Linked DNA regions of Mus musculus: region 1 is linked to region 2. The links are chromatin contacts, called in public promoter capture Hi-C maps. All regions are on one chromosome and are shown on one strand. Each heading gives the region's core, a stretch centred on a gene start, on an enhancer-like site or on the middle of the called end of the contact. The rest is flanking DNA. Distances are from core to core; before and after follow the strand shown. Region 1 holds the start of Naa25 (N(alpha)-acetyltransferase 25, NatB auxiliary subunit). Region 2 holds the start of Srsf9 (serine and arginine-rich splicing factor 9).

Region 1 (6,096 bases), core at 2,420-4,919, 6.1 Mb after region 2:
GCAAATCCTTGAGTCTCGGGTTCTTTACCCAATCCTTTCCCTTGAGTCAGGCTGAACCCTTGCCTCCTTCCTCCTCTCCCCTGTCTTATCCAAGCCATTCCTTGTCACATCTTCCCAGAATGGTCTAGAGTCACTTTATCTAACTCCTGCCTTCCTAGTTAGCTGTTAAGGTGATTTCACTTTGCTTTGCTTTGTTTGTTTGGAACCAGGGCCTCATGTTGCCCAAACTGGCCTCAAATGGGTTATGTACATAAGTCTGGGCTTAAATTTTTTAAAAAAAAAGAATATACATCTGTATTTACATGTGTTTATATGCACTGTGTGTGTGTGCAGTGCCCATAGAGACCATAAGAGGGCATCGGATCAATCAAAACTAGTTACAGGTAGTTGTGAGCTAACATGTATGTAGGGAAGGTATTGATCCCCTAATTGGTTTTTGATTGTGTCAATAAAGGAGGCAGAAGCTAATGTTTGGGCAAAGAGAAAAAGGTGGGATACACCTTTAATCCCAGCACTTGGGAGGCAGAGGCAGGAGGATTTCTGAGTTCGAGGTCAGCCTGGTCTACAGAGTGAGTTTCAGGACAGACAGGGCTACACAGAGTAACCCTGTCACGAAAAACCAAAAAACCAACAAACAATCCAAACAACAACAACAACAACATTTTTAGCCCAAGGTTTGTACAGGAAGAAGTGTTAAGCTCATTATGAGAGCAGAAGTGTTTGGTTCACAAAGTTTCACGGGAATCAGGCTGGCATGGTAGGTCAGGCCTATCGTCCCAGCTTCCTTGAGGGCTGAGGGAAGAGGATCACCCGGACTGCAGAGGAAGTTCAAGCCCACCATGGACAAGTCCTGTTACCCCCGTCGAGAAATCAAAAGTAAAAAGAGTGTTAGGGATGCCATTCAGTGGTAGAATGTTCTCCAAGTATGCATGAGGACCTAGGCCCAATATCCTGATCACCCAAAACAAACCAACAATAACCCCCCCACCAAGCTAGTGTGGTGGATACAACTATGCTCCTTGAATTGAGGAATTTAAGGCAGGGGGATCAGGACTTTGAGGCCAGCTGAGGCTATGTCTCCAAATCCAACACAAGAGGCTGGAGAAGGGCTGGCAAGATGGCTCAGTGGTTAAGAGCACCGACTGCTCTTCTGAAGGTCCTGAGTTCAAATCTCAGCAACCACATGGTGGCTCACAACCATCCGTAATGGGATCTGATGTCCTCTTCTGGAGTGTCTGAAGACAGCTACAGTGTACTTATAATATAATAAATGAATCTTAAAAAAAAAAAAAGAGGCTGCAGAGATAGCTCAGCAGTTATGAGCTGTTTGCTCTGCCATAGGACCAGAGTTTGGTCCCCAGTGCTCACGCTGTGGTTTGAAATGTGCTGTGACTCAAGTCCAGGGATCTGACACACTCTTGTAGCCTCTGATAGCTGCAGGCACATATGTGGTGCACAGGCGTCCATGTAAGGGAGTGCCTGTACACATAAAAAGAATAGGGCAGGAGCGGGCTCCAGGGGTGTGAGCTTTGGATAAGCAAGCATGATGTCTTGGCTTCTGATCCTGAGCACACATGGGAAAGGCTGGGCTTGCCTTACTGTAGCTTCAAATGGAGGACGGCAGAAACTTGCTGGCTGCCAGCTCAGCTGAAAAAATAGCCAGCTCCACGTTCAGTTGAGAGACCCTCTCTCAGGTGAATGGGATGAGGACTGACAGAGAAGGACAAACAGCCACCTTCTCTCGCCTCTTCAGGTACTCATTACCCCCACACATGTATGCATACATACAAAAATACTGAAAACATTCTGTGTACTGCCTGGGTCTATGTAGTTAAAAATTCTGAGCCTAGGCAAGTCCTCTGGGTGTGTGCTGATTCAGGCGTGTGTATGTGTGTATGTGTGTCATTTTGAATGTAAACTTTAATTTAAAACATGTGTATAAGCATTTTGTCTGCATGTACAACTAACTGTGCAGCACCTGTATCCAGTGCCCAGAGGCCAGAAGAGGGCCTCAGATTCCCTGCAACTAAAGTTACCGACAGTTGTGGTGCTGGGAACTGAACCTTGGTTTGTTTTCCTTCCATTTTTCCTTCCTTCCTCTTCCTCCTCTTTTTCAAGACAGGGTTTCTCTGTGTAGCCCTGGCTGTCCTGGAACTCACTCTGTAGACCAGGCTGGCCTCAAACTCAGAAATCCACCTGCCTCTGCCTCCCAAGTGCTTGGACTAAAGGCGTGCGCCACCATGCCCTGGCAGCTTTCACATTTTTACAGTGGATTACAACCTTTCTGAAGCTGCAACCTTTTAACACAGGGCCTCATGTTGTGGTGACCCCTACCCCCAACCATGAAATTATTTCATTGCTACTTCATAACTGTAACTTTGCTCATGTTACCAATTGTAAACATCTGAAATAGAATGAATGAGGGTCACGAACCACAGGTTGAGAACCACTGTGGTAGACAGAGAGACCCTCCACACTTTGGGTATTGGAGTGCCCACACACATATATACAGAAACACACATGAAATAACCAATGGTAAGCTTTTAAAACTTGTAAGGGACACATTCAAACAGTTATACATCTGTACAGGGTACTATGTATTGCCCCATACTTGTATACATTGTGTAATGTTTAAATCCCTAAGCTAAATCAGCTCAAACATGTACCATTTCTTCTCCCTCTCTTTTGAGACAGGGTCTTCCTATGTAGCTAGCCCAGTCTGGCCCTTACTAGCCTCTTGTCTTAGCCCCTTCAGTGCGGTAGTTACGGATATACACCTTACATACCGCTAAAGCTACAAGATTCACTGGTCTGTGAAAGTGTTACAAACGCCAAATCCAGTTACATGCAGCTGGAGAAGAGGAGCCATGAACTGAGGGAAAAATTGTTGGGGCAAGGAGGAATGCCAGCCAAATAGGGCAAGCAACCACTTGGTGGGAGAACCTTTTTATTTTTATTTCTATCCATTTCTTTATAGGGACAGGGTCTCTACATAGCCTTGGCTGTCCTGGAACTCATTATGTAGACCAGGCTAACCTCGAACTCAAGGAGATCCGCCTGCCTCTGCCTCCCGAGTGCTGGGGATACCTTTAGCTCCTTGTCATTATCGCCGCCCAAATAGCACTCATAACTCTGGGCCGTGCGAATTGTAAATCTGTACAAAGAAAGCTCATTATACCGTCTAGTGCCGTGGGAATGTTAAAAGCAACCTACTTAAAGAGCTTGCACTAGTGTCTAGCCACGCACAGCACTGAGTTCAGGGAACGGGTGGAGGAGGGCTCGCAGGCTTTTTCTACAGTTTCACTGTTGGGCAAGCACGCTCCCAGGGCTCCCACTCAACAAGTTCCAGGTTGCTTCACCATCAAGGGCCAAAACCAACTGGTTCTTCTAGCTGTTACAGTCAGTGAGATTAAACCGCACTCTCTCTCCACGCCTTCAACCACAACAACCGCCCCTGGGGTCCCGATGACTCCGCAGGCAAAAAAAAAAAAAAAAAAAAAAAAAATCAAACCACAGCGCCAATTAAAGGAGAGGCGAGCCACCCTTTCTACGCAGGCGCACTCCGCCGTACCTCCCCTCCACTATCGCGATAGGTCGGCGAGCTCGACGCTGGCCCTTTAACGGCCCCTTCCCGGGGGCCTGCTCAGCGCTTGCGCACTGAGGTTCTGCGCTTGTCATCATGGCGACGCGGGGCCATGTGCAGGACCCTAACGACCGGCGCCTCCGGCCCATTTACGGTGAGTACCCCGGAGTCGGTCTGTTAGCCACCGCGGCGAGACAAAGCGTGCCCCGGTTCGGGCGAAGGCCAGGGAGGGTCGCTGGGGTCGCGCGCGGGGTGGGGCGGCGAGGGGGCGGACCGCGCGGGGCGCTAGGCCGCAGCCTCGCCCTCGCTTAGGCGCGGACCCCGGCGTCGCTGGACCCGGAGGCGACAAGACAACGGTGGGTGCGCGCCGCTGTCAACTCTGTGCGGATCGCGCCGCCGCTTGGAGACCAGCGCTCCCGGCAGGTTGTTTTATTCCAGCCGCTCCCGAGGAACCCCCGCGCGGTCTTTTCTTGCAGGTGACAAGCGGCTCAGGCGCGACGGTGGGAGCGCTCGCCTCCGGAAGGGAGATACCCCAGTGATGATTGCTCTGGGTACCAGGATGAGGATCCGGGGAGGGCTGTCTTACAGAATGTAGTCTAAGTGCACGTGGGGAAACTGAGACCCGGAGAAGGGAAGGGGCTGATGCAAGGTCACTGAGACCCGAGTCCCATCCTGATGCAGGAACAGCTGTTCTGGGCACACGTGGGAGGCGGGGGGGAGGGGGTCGCGGGCCCCGAATAGCGGGCAAGAGATGGCAGGAGCTGGTGTTGCCGGAGCGGCCGGCCAGGCTGCTGGAATGGAAGGTTTTTTGTTTTTTTTAACCTTTCAGCACCGTGTCTGAGGTTTATTCTCTGCCTCTTGACTTCCTCGTGCTTTTGCTTGCGTTGAACCCTCCTCACGGCGCGCATCCCAAACCCCGCAGGCTTTCAAGATGTGTCTTTATCGTCATCTTCCCACCGTAATAGAATAAAAAGAATCACCAAACTGAGTCAGAGAGAAAACACTTTGCAGTGACTGAGATGTTCTGTTATTGGAAGCGGTGCCTTATTTATTTATTTATTTATTTTATTTAATTTTGCCATGTCTCGCTCGCCTCGTTGATGGTTGTATGGTCTTGTCTCAGGTAATGATGAGGAAGGAAGCTTTATCAAGGTCAGTGCTTTTTTTTTTTTTTTTTTTTTGGCTACAGCAGACCTCACGTTTTCAGTGTGGCTATGGGTTTTGGGCTCTTTCGTTTTTAGGGGTTTTCCTCTCCCCTTGGCAGAATGGGTGCTTGTGTCTCTAGCAAATTGGTACATATGTGGGTTCTTGCTTGCCAGTTTGATGTCTGTGCACCACGTGCATTCCTGGTGCTTGAAGAGGGGCATCAGGATGTCCTGGATCTGTAGTTACAGACTGTTGTAAGCCAGGGTGTAGGTGCTGGGTCTGGAACAAGACCTCTCTATGTAGCCCTCGACTGCGTGGAACTCATAGAAATCACCAGCTTTCTGCCTTCCGAGTGCTGGGATTAAAGGTGCCACCAAACCCAGCTGCTCATTCCTTCCTTTTTTTTGAGACAGGGTTTCTCTGTGTAGCCCTGGCTGTCCTGGAACTCACCTTGTAGACCAGGCTGGCCTCGCTGGCCTCGAACTCAGACATCTGCCCGCCTCTGCTTCCCAAGTGCTGGGATTAAAGGCAGGCACTACCACTGCCCAGTACTCTTTTCTTTTTTTAAGTAACAGGTCTTGAACTCCTTAGGTGGACCAGCTGGACTCAAGCTTTCAGCTCCCCTGCCTGTGGCTCCCAACTGTTGGGATTACAGTCACGTGGCCCTATGCCCAGCAATCATACTTTCATATATGTGTGTGATGAAATTCTTTTTTTATTCCATTTGATGAAGAAATGTTTTTTGGGCGTGTGTGTGTGGTGGAGTGTGGTCACATGAATGACACTGTGAGCCTGTGGAGTTCAGAGGACACCATGCTAGAGGGAGTTGGTTCTTCCCTATCATAAAGGTCCTGGGCTATCGTAAACGTTATCAGGAATGGTGGTAAGTACCCTCACCTGATGAGCCATCTCTACAGCCCTTGGTGCTCTGTTGTGTGATGGCTTACCTTCCCATCACTTGTTTCTAGCAGTAATGGCCCTGTGGGTAATCATAATGAGTTTAGAAAACTTAATCCAGTCTGTGCCCTTGAGCTTTCAACACACACACACACACACACACACACACACACTCCCCGTAGACAGCTGGAGCAGGAATCCTATTGCTCTTATGTGATTTATCTAGCTCAGATACATCCTGGACTTGGGATTTGAACTCCAGGCTCGGTGTCTTAACCACTGTGTTAGAAGTTGCGTCATGTTGATTCTTCTAAGATTGCAGGGGTGGGGCCTATCGGGAAGAGGACTCAGATTTCCCCATGGCTGCACATCCTGCCTTTGCAGTCCCCGTGTGGACCAGGCTTGTCTCTGACTTTCCACTGTCCTGCTTCTGGGTAATAGAAAGTAAAACCTAAGTTAAGGGTTCATGG
Region 2 (5,832 bases), core at 869-3,368:
GTCTTACCCAAATATAGGAGAGGCAAAAATATAGGAGAGGTGAACGCAAGGAGGTAGCTCCACAGACGGAAGATTTTACTTTTACGCTGACATCTTAGCATTTAGTTAGGTTTTTGTTTTGTTTTGCTTTTCTGATGTAGGCTGGGTTGCCCTCAAACTCCATGTATTGCTGAAGGTGACCTTCTCCACCCACATCCTTTGAAAAGTTTCTATGCTTTTGGGTAATAAGCAATACCTAGTTATATGTATCTTTGTTTTGTTTTGTTTTTTCCAGACAGGGTTTCTCTGTGTAGCCCTGGCTGTCCTGGAACTCACTCTGTAGACCAGGCTGGCCTCGAACTCAGAAATCTGCCTGCCTCTGCCTCCCGAGTGCTGGGATTAAAGGTGTGCACCACCACCGCCTGGCTTTTTTTTTTTTTCTTGTATATTTTCTTCATTTATATTTCAAATGCTATCCCAAAAGTCCCCTATACACCACCCCACCCCCCTGCTTTTTTTTTTTTAAGACAGTTTTTCTCTGTGCCTCCTTGGCTGTCTTGGGATTAGCTCTGCACACTTGGCTGGCCTTAAATTCACAGAGATCCACCTGCCTTTTTTTTTTTCTCTAACTACACAGAATACAAGGATAAACATAAAGATATGTAATTTGAGGCTTTTGGGTTTTTTGTTTCTAAAGATTTATTGTATGTTCATTGGTGTTTTTGCCTGTATGTCTGTCTGTGTGAGGGTGGCAATCTCCTGGAACTGGAGTTACAGACAGCTGTGAGCTGCCATGTAGGTACTGGGTATTGAACTCAGGTCCTTTGGAAGAGCAGTCAAGGCTCTTAATCACTGGCACCATCTCTCCAGCCCCTGGACATATTGTTTTATGGTGTAGCCTTAGGCTGGGATCCAAAAATCTTACAGAGAACAAATGAAACAACAACCGAGCTGCCTAGGGTTACAGCTCTCTATCATCTTGCTATCTTTGCCTTATATCCCTCCAGGCATCTAGGTTTGAATAGTTTTTCAGGGTAGGATCTCAGTAAGTTGTTGTCAAGGCTAGCCTAGAATTTTAAAGTCTCTCACCTTAGCCTCAGGAGAGTGAGATTTACTGGCATGCATTCCCACTCACTGTTTTGTTTGGTGAGGTTGTTCTATAGTTTAGAATGCACAAATAGGCAAACTCTACAGTGATGCTTGTGGTGATATGAAATAATACATGCGTATCCTCCACAGATTCTCTTTTCTCTCTCTTTCTTGGAGACAGGGTAGCTGTGAAGTTTCAAACCCGGGATGATCCGCTGAGGTGCCTATATAAGATACCAAAGCAGACCTGGTCTCCAGCTTCTGGCATCCTCCAGTCCTTATCTGTTACAGGGTTTGGCTGACATACCCCGCCCTCCAGGCCAGGGGCTAGGCTGCCCTTCCCCTAGAGGCTCTTCCCTATATAATCCAGACATCTTGACTACCTTCCTCTTTTTACACCTTTTGACCTTCTGACTGCAGGATCTGTTTCCCCTCTCCTTCCCGCCTCTCCTCACAGGGCCCAGTTCTGCCTGGTCTCGTCCCCTTCTGGACTCTCCTAGATGGCCTCCCTCTGAGTATAGTATGCTCTCCCACATACCTACAATAAACCTTCTTCTCCACTATACCTTTTATTTCTCTATGTAAACCAGGCTGGCCTTGAACTCATGGAGATAGTTGCTCCTGCCTCTGTCCGGGTTCGGAGTGTTGGAACGAAAGGTTTGCGCATCCACTCTCCATTCTCCAGAAACTCGGACAACCAAGCTTTGGCGACCATCTCAGGCTTACACCTCGGGTCTAAGGGACGACTACAGACCTGAGACCGAGGGCCAGGATAGCCCAGCGCTGGGCAGTCTGAGGGCTTCTGTGGGGTCCGCGTCCTTCTCCTCAGAAGGACAGCCCCAAGCTTAGTGACCTACCAGCTTAGGAGGCGCTCGGGTCCCACCTCCGGGAACCTTCCGCTCGCATCTCTAGGGAGAGACCCCGCCCTCTGCGCAAGCGCACCTCGCGGCGGCGGCTACCCCTTTAAGATCGCTTTAAAAATCCTCCGACCGCCGCCCCCTCCCGCCCCCGCTTCCTCACGGCTTCCGCGCCGCGTTCCCACAATGCAGTGCGGCTGAGCGCCTCGGGAGCCCGCGGGGGAGGCTGCGGCGGGGGGCCCCGGGCTGAGGAGGCGGCGTCGGCGGCGGAGGCGGCTGCGACGGGACGTGGGCTGCGGCGGGCCCGCGGCGTCGGCCGGTGCGGATGTCGTCGGGCTGGGCGGACGAGCGCGGCGGCGAGGGCGACGGGCGCATCTACGTGGGCAACCTTCCGTCCGACGTGCGCGAGAAGGACCTCGAGGACTTGTTCTACAAGTACGGCCGCATCCGCGAGATCGAGCTCAAGAACCGGCACGGCCTCGTGCCCTTCGCCTTCGTGCGCTTCGAGGACCCGCGGTGAGGATTCCGCCGGCGGCTCGCCCCATCTCCGCCGGGCCCGGCCTCCCCTCCCCTCCCCCAGCGCCTTCCCCTCCCCCTCCCCGCCGTGCTGACCCCTCGCGGCGCCCCCCCCCCACCCCCGGCTGGAGGCGGCTTTGCCTGGTGTCACTTCCTTCAATCGGAAGGCTCCAGCCCGCCCGACTTGCCCCCGAGGAGGGTAAAAACCAGCGCGCTCTGCCCAGCCCTCGAGTTTGGGAAAAGCACCCTAACGGGAAGCACCCCGAAATGAGGGAAGCGCGGGGCTCGGGTCCCCCGAACCGACCCTGCAGAGGACTCGGCCGAAGGCGACAGTCGCCCATCCCGCCCCCTCCTCCCGAGTCCGGGTTCGGGTCTGTGGGTGGGGGTGGCCCTCGCCGTTACCGGGGAACAGACGGCGTTGGCGGGGACCACAGGTTGCCTTGGGCGGCTGAAAAGCGGGGTGTCTGGAGCCAGCCCTCACTTGGGCGCCCCACCGAGCCTAGTTCTAGTAAAGGGGGATCAGATTAAACAGCGGGAGAGAGAGACGGGTGGGGGGTTAGCATCTCTGATTTCATTCCCCTCTAATGAGGGAAGTTAATTCCCCGCCAGAAGCCAGAAGTTAATTGTAGCAGGGATGTGGAAAAGCTAGGCTCCCCCAAAACCCGCGCCGAAGGATCTTTGATTTTTTTTTTAATTATTATTTTTATTTTTTTTGTGTGTGTGTGCAAATGTCGTGAGCCCTGGGTCAGGAAGAGGCCGGAAAGTATGCTTTAGTTTAGAGATCTCTGCGCCGTTGGCGGTCGTCCCCTTGGGAGGGTCAGTAAGGACCTGTTCCCTGTCTTCTCAGCCTCGTTGGGAGGAGAGCTTCATCTCTGCCTGCCGACCCGGTGTCTCGCCGGCCTGGGTTGGAGATTACGGATTCACAGTAGAAGTACTCCGGACTTCGATGGTTGAAGACTAACCCAGCTTATCCCCTAAGTGTCTTGCAGTTTGCCTCAAAAAATAGACTGAAGCTTTTTTTTTTTTTTTTAAATACAAATGAACGTGAGAAAAATTATGGCCCTAATGAACAGTGCCATTGTGTCTTTAATAGTCAAGTTCTGTGTCAAGTGCCACGCCTCGTGTAGTTAGCGTTTTTCAATAGCCCATGAAGCAGAGGATGCTGACCGTATTTCACACAAAATGCGGATTGTTTAATGCAAGAGGTTAGTAAAGGGATAACAATTGGTAGGTGTTTGGAGAGGATCTAGGTAGGATTTGCACCCCGTAACTACTGTGTGGTGTGACAAAAGACCTATATTCTGCTCTATTTGGGAAGTTTCAAAGAAAGCACTTAAGATTTGATAACTGTTGGATAGGCAGTTATAAATTAACTATAATTTCTCAATTAGAGTTATAAAAGCTTCAAGAGGTAACTTAGATCCTTTACCTACAAATTCTGCTTTTAATCCCTAATACGCCTGACCCTTCCAGTCCATTGTAATTCACTCCAGCAATCAAGGTGCCATGGTCGTGTTCCTTGATGCCTTTTGTGTGTGTGTGTGTGTGTTTTAGACAGGGTCTTATACTATAGCTCTGACTGGCCTGAACTTGAACTCACAGAGATCCGCTTGCCTCTGGCTCCTGTAGCTGGTGTTAAAGACGTGAGTCACAGAACCTAGACCTCTTATCTTTTTTTTTCTTTTTTTTAATTTATGTATTATTTATTAAGATGACTTATGTGTGTGTGTTACCTGGCTATATTTGCTCCATGTGCATGCCTGTTGCCCAAGGAAGTCAGAAGAGGTGGTTGGCTCCCCTGGGACTGGAGTTACTGATGGTTGGGAACTGTCCTGTGGATGCTGATGGGCCCTCCTCTCATTTGTCTTTAATTTAATTTTGCAGTGACTTTTTGAGGCAGTCTTTCTTTGTCCACCACGGTGGTCTCAGAACTCCCTGCCTCAGCCTCCCGGGTGCCTGGTTTTTGAAACACTTTTAATGTGTCTCCTGCTCCGTGAGCTCTGTCTTGTGGAAGACTATTACAAGGCCTATTGTAGGATGTTTCCAAGCTGTCAGTGGGCGTTCTCAACCTTTCTGTAATACAGTTAGTTCTCCATGTTGTAGTGACCTCCAATCATAGAATTATTTCCCTTGCTACTTCATAGCTAATTTTGCTACTGCTATGGATAGCCATATAGATATTTTGAGACATAAAGGTTTGCCAGAGGGGTGGCGACAGGTTGAGAACCTCTGCTTTAGAGAATATGCTTGCCATGTTTTGATAAATTTGGTTTATTGACAAAATGAGTTATCTGTCAACAATTATTTTAATCCTACGGATCAGCCTCCCCCCCAAAACTGATTTGTGTGTGTATATGCACCCAGTATGTCAGATACATAGTGGGGGTCATAGGACAAAAGAAACACAGGATCCCCTTGAACTGGAGTTGCAGACTGTTACGAGCTTCTGTGTGGGTGCTGAGGACCGAAGCCCTGTCCCACGGAAGAACAGTGAGCTCTCTTAGCGGTGGAGCCGTCTCCAGTCCCTGAGTCAGCACCGTCTAAGTACTCTGTTTATCTGCATTTCTCATCCCTGGAGAACCATGTGCTTGACAACTGTAGCTGTGCGTTCAGAATAATGAGTTTGTTGTGCTGCCTTCATGCATACATGTCACATCTTGAGCTCATATTCAAACCCCTCCATTAATTGTCAAGTTGGTTTTGGTTGGTTTGTGTGTATTTTTCAGTTTCTGGGTATATTTTGCACTTTCAGTTTCTTAACATATTTTGCACTTCAGAGTGTGTGCATGCCCTGGCTGAGCCATCTTGCTGTCCCAGCTGTCAAACTTTGAGTAATGTGAACGGCCCTCCACCTGAGCGCAAGTGTGGCAAGCTTGTGTCTGGTGTCCATCTCCCTGTTCCCTCTGGCTGACTTCCCTCCCTGCTCAGTGACTCTCGCCCTCCATGGAGAAGTCACCCAGGCTGTGGGGTAGCACTGATCTCAGTCTTTGCCTTGCAGAGATGCTGAGGATGCGATCTATGGAAGAAACGGTTACGATTATGGCCAGTGTCGACTCCGTGTGGAGTTCCCCAGGACTTACGGAGGTCGGGGTGGGTGGCCCCGTGGTGCAAGGAACGGGCCTCCTACAAGACGGTCAGATTTCCGAGTTCTTGTTTCAGGTATGTTCTCACCACTTTGCTGAACGAGAGTCTAGCCTTCAAGGAAGTGTGTGGCTTAGTGTTGAGGACGTGGGACATGCTGGCTTCTCAGGAGCCAGTGCACCCGGGCAGCGGAAAGCTCTGCCCTGGTTAGTCAGGGAGGCAGACATTGTACGGATGAAACCGTGCAAGTAATGCAGCCTATGTGGGACGGAAACCTACTGCTCTTTTTGTTCTGAACCAGTCTCTGTGT

The links. Promoter capture Hi-C pulls out the DNA fragments that hold promoters and counts their contacts.
Region 1: a contact with region 2 is called in a promoter capture Hi-C map of pre-B cells. The contact joins the promoter of Naa25 here to the promoter of Srsf9 in region 2. A contact is called at or near these places in 1 of 39 promoter capture datasets (pre-B cells) and 2 of 484 Hi-C or Micro-C datasets (CD4 T cells and CD8 T cells).

What each region holds. Positions count from the first base shown.
Region 1 is chr5:121,394,326-121,400,421 of GRCm38.p6, forward strand. It overlaps Naa25 (N(alpha)-acetyltransferase 25, NatB auxiliary subunit), which reads left to right and starts at 3,670. Exons shown (of 24, transcript NM_172722.4): 1 at 3,670-3,737. The coding sequence starts at 3,680.
Region 2 is chr5:115,325,059-115,330,890 of GRCm38.p6, forward strand. Srsf9 (serine and arginine-rich splicing factor 9) reads left to right here and starts at 2,119. Exons shown (of 4, transcript NM_025573.3): 1 at 2,119-2,441; 2 at 5,440-5,600. The coding sequence starts at 2,251.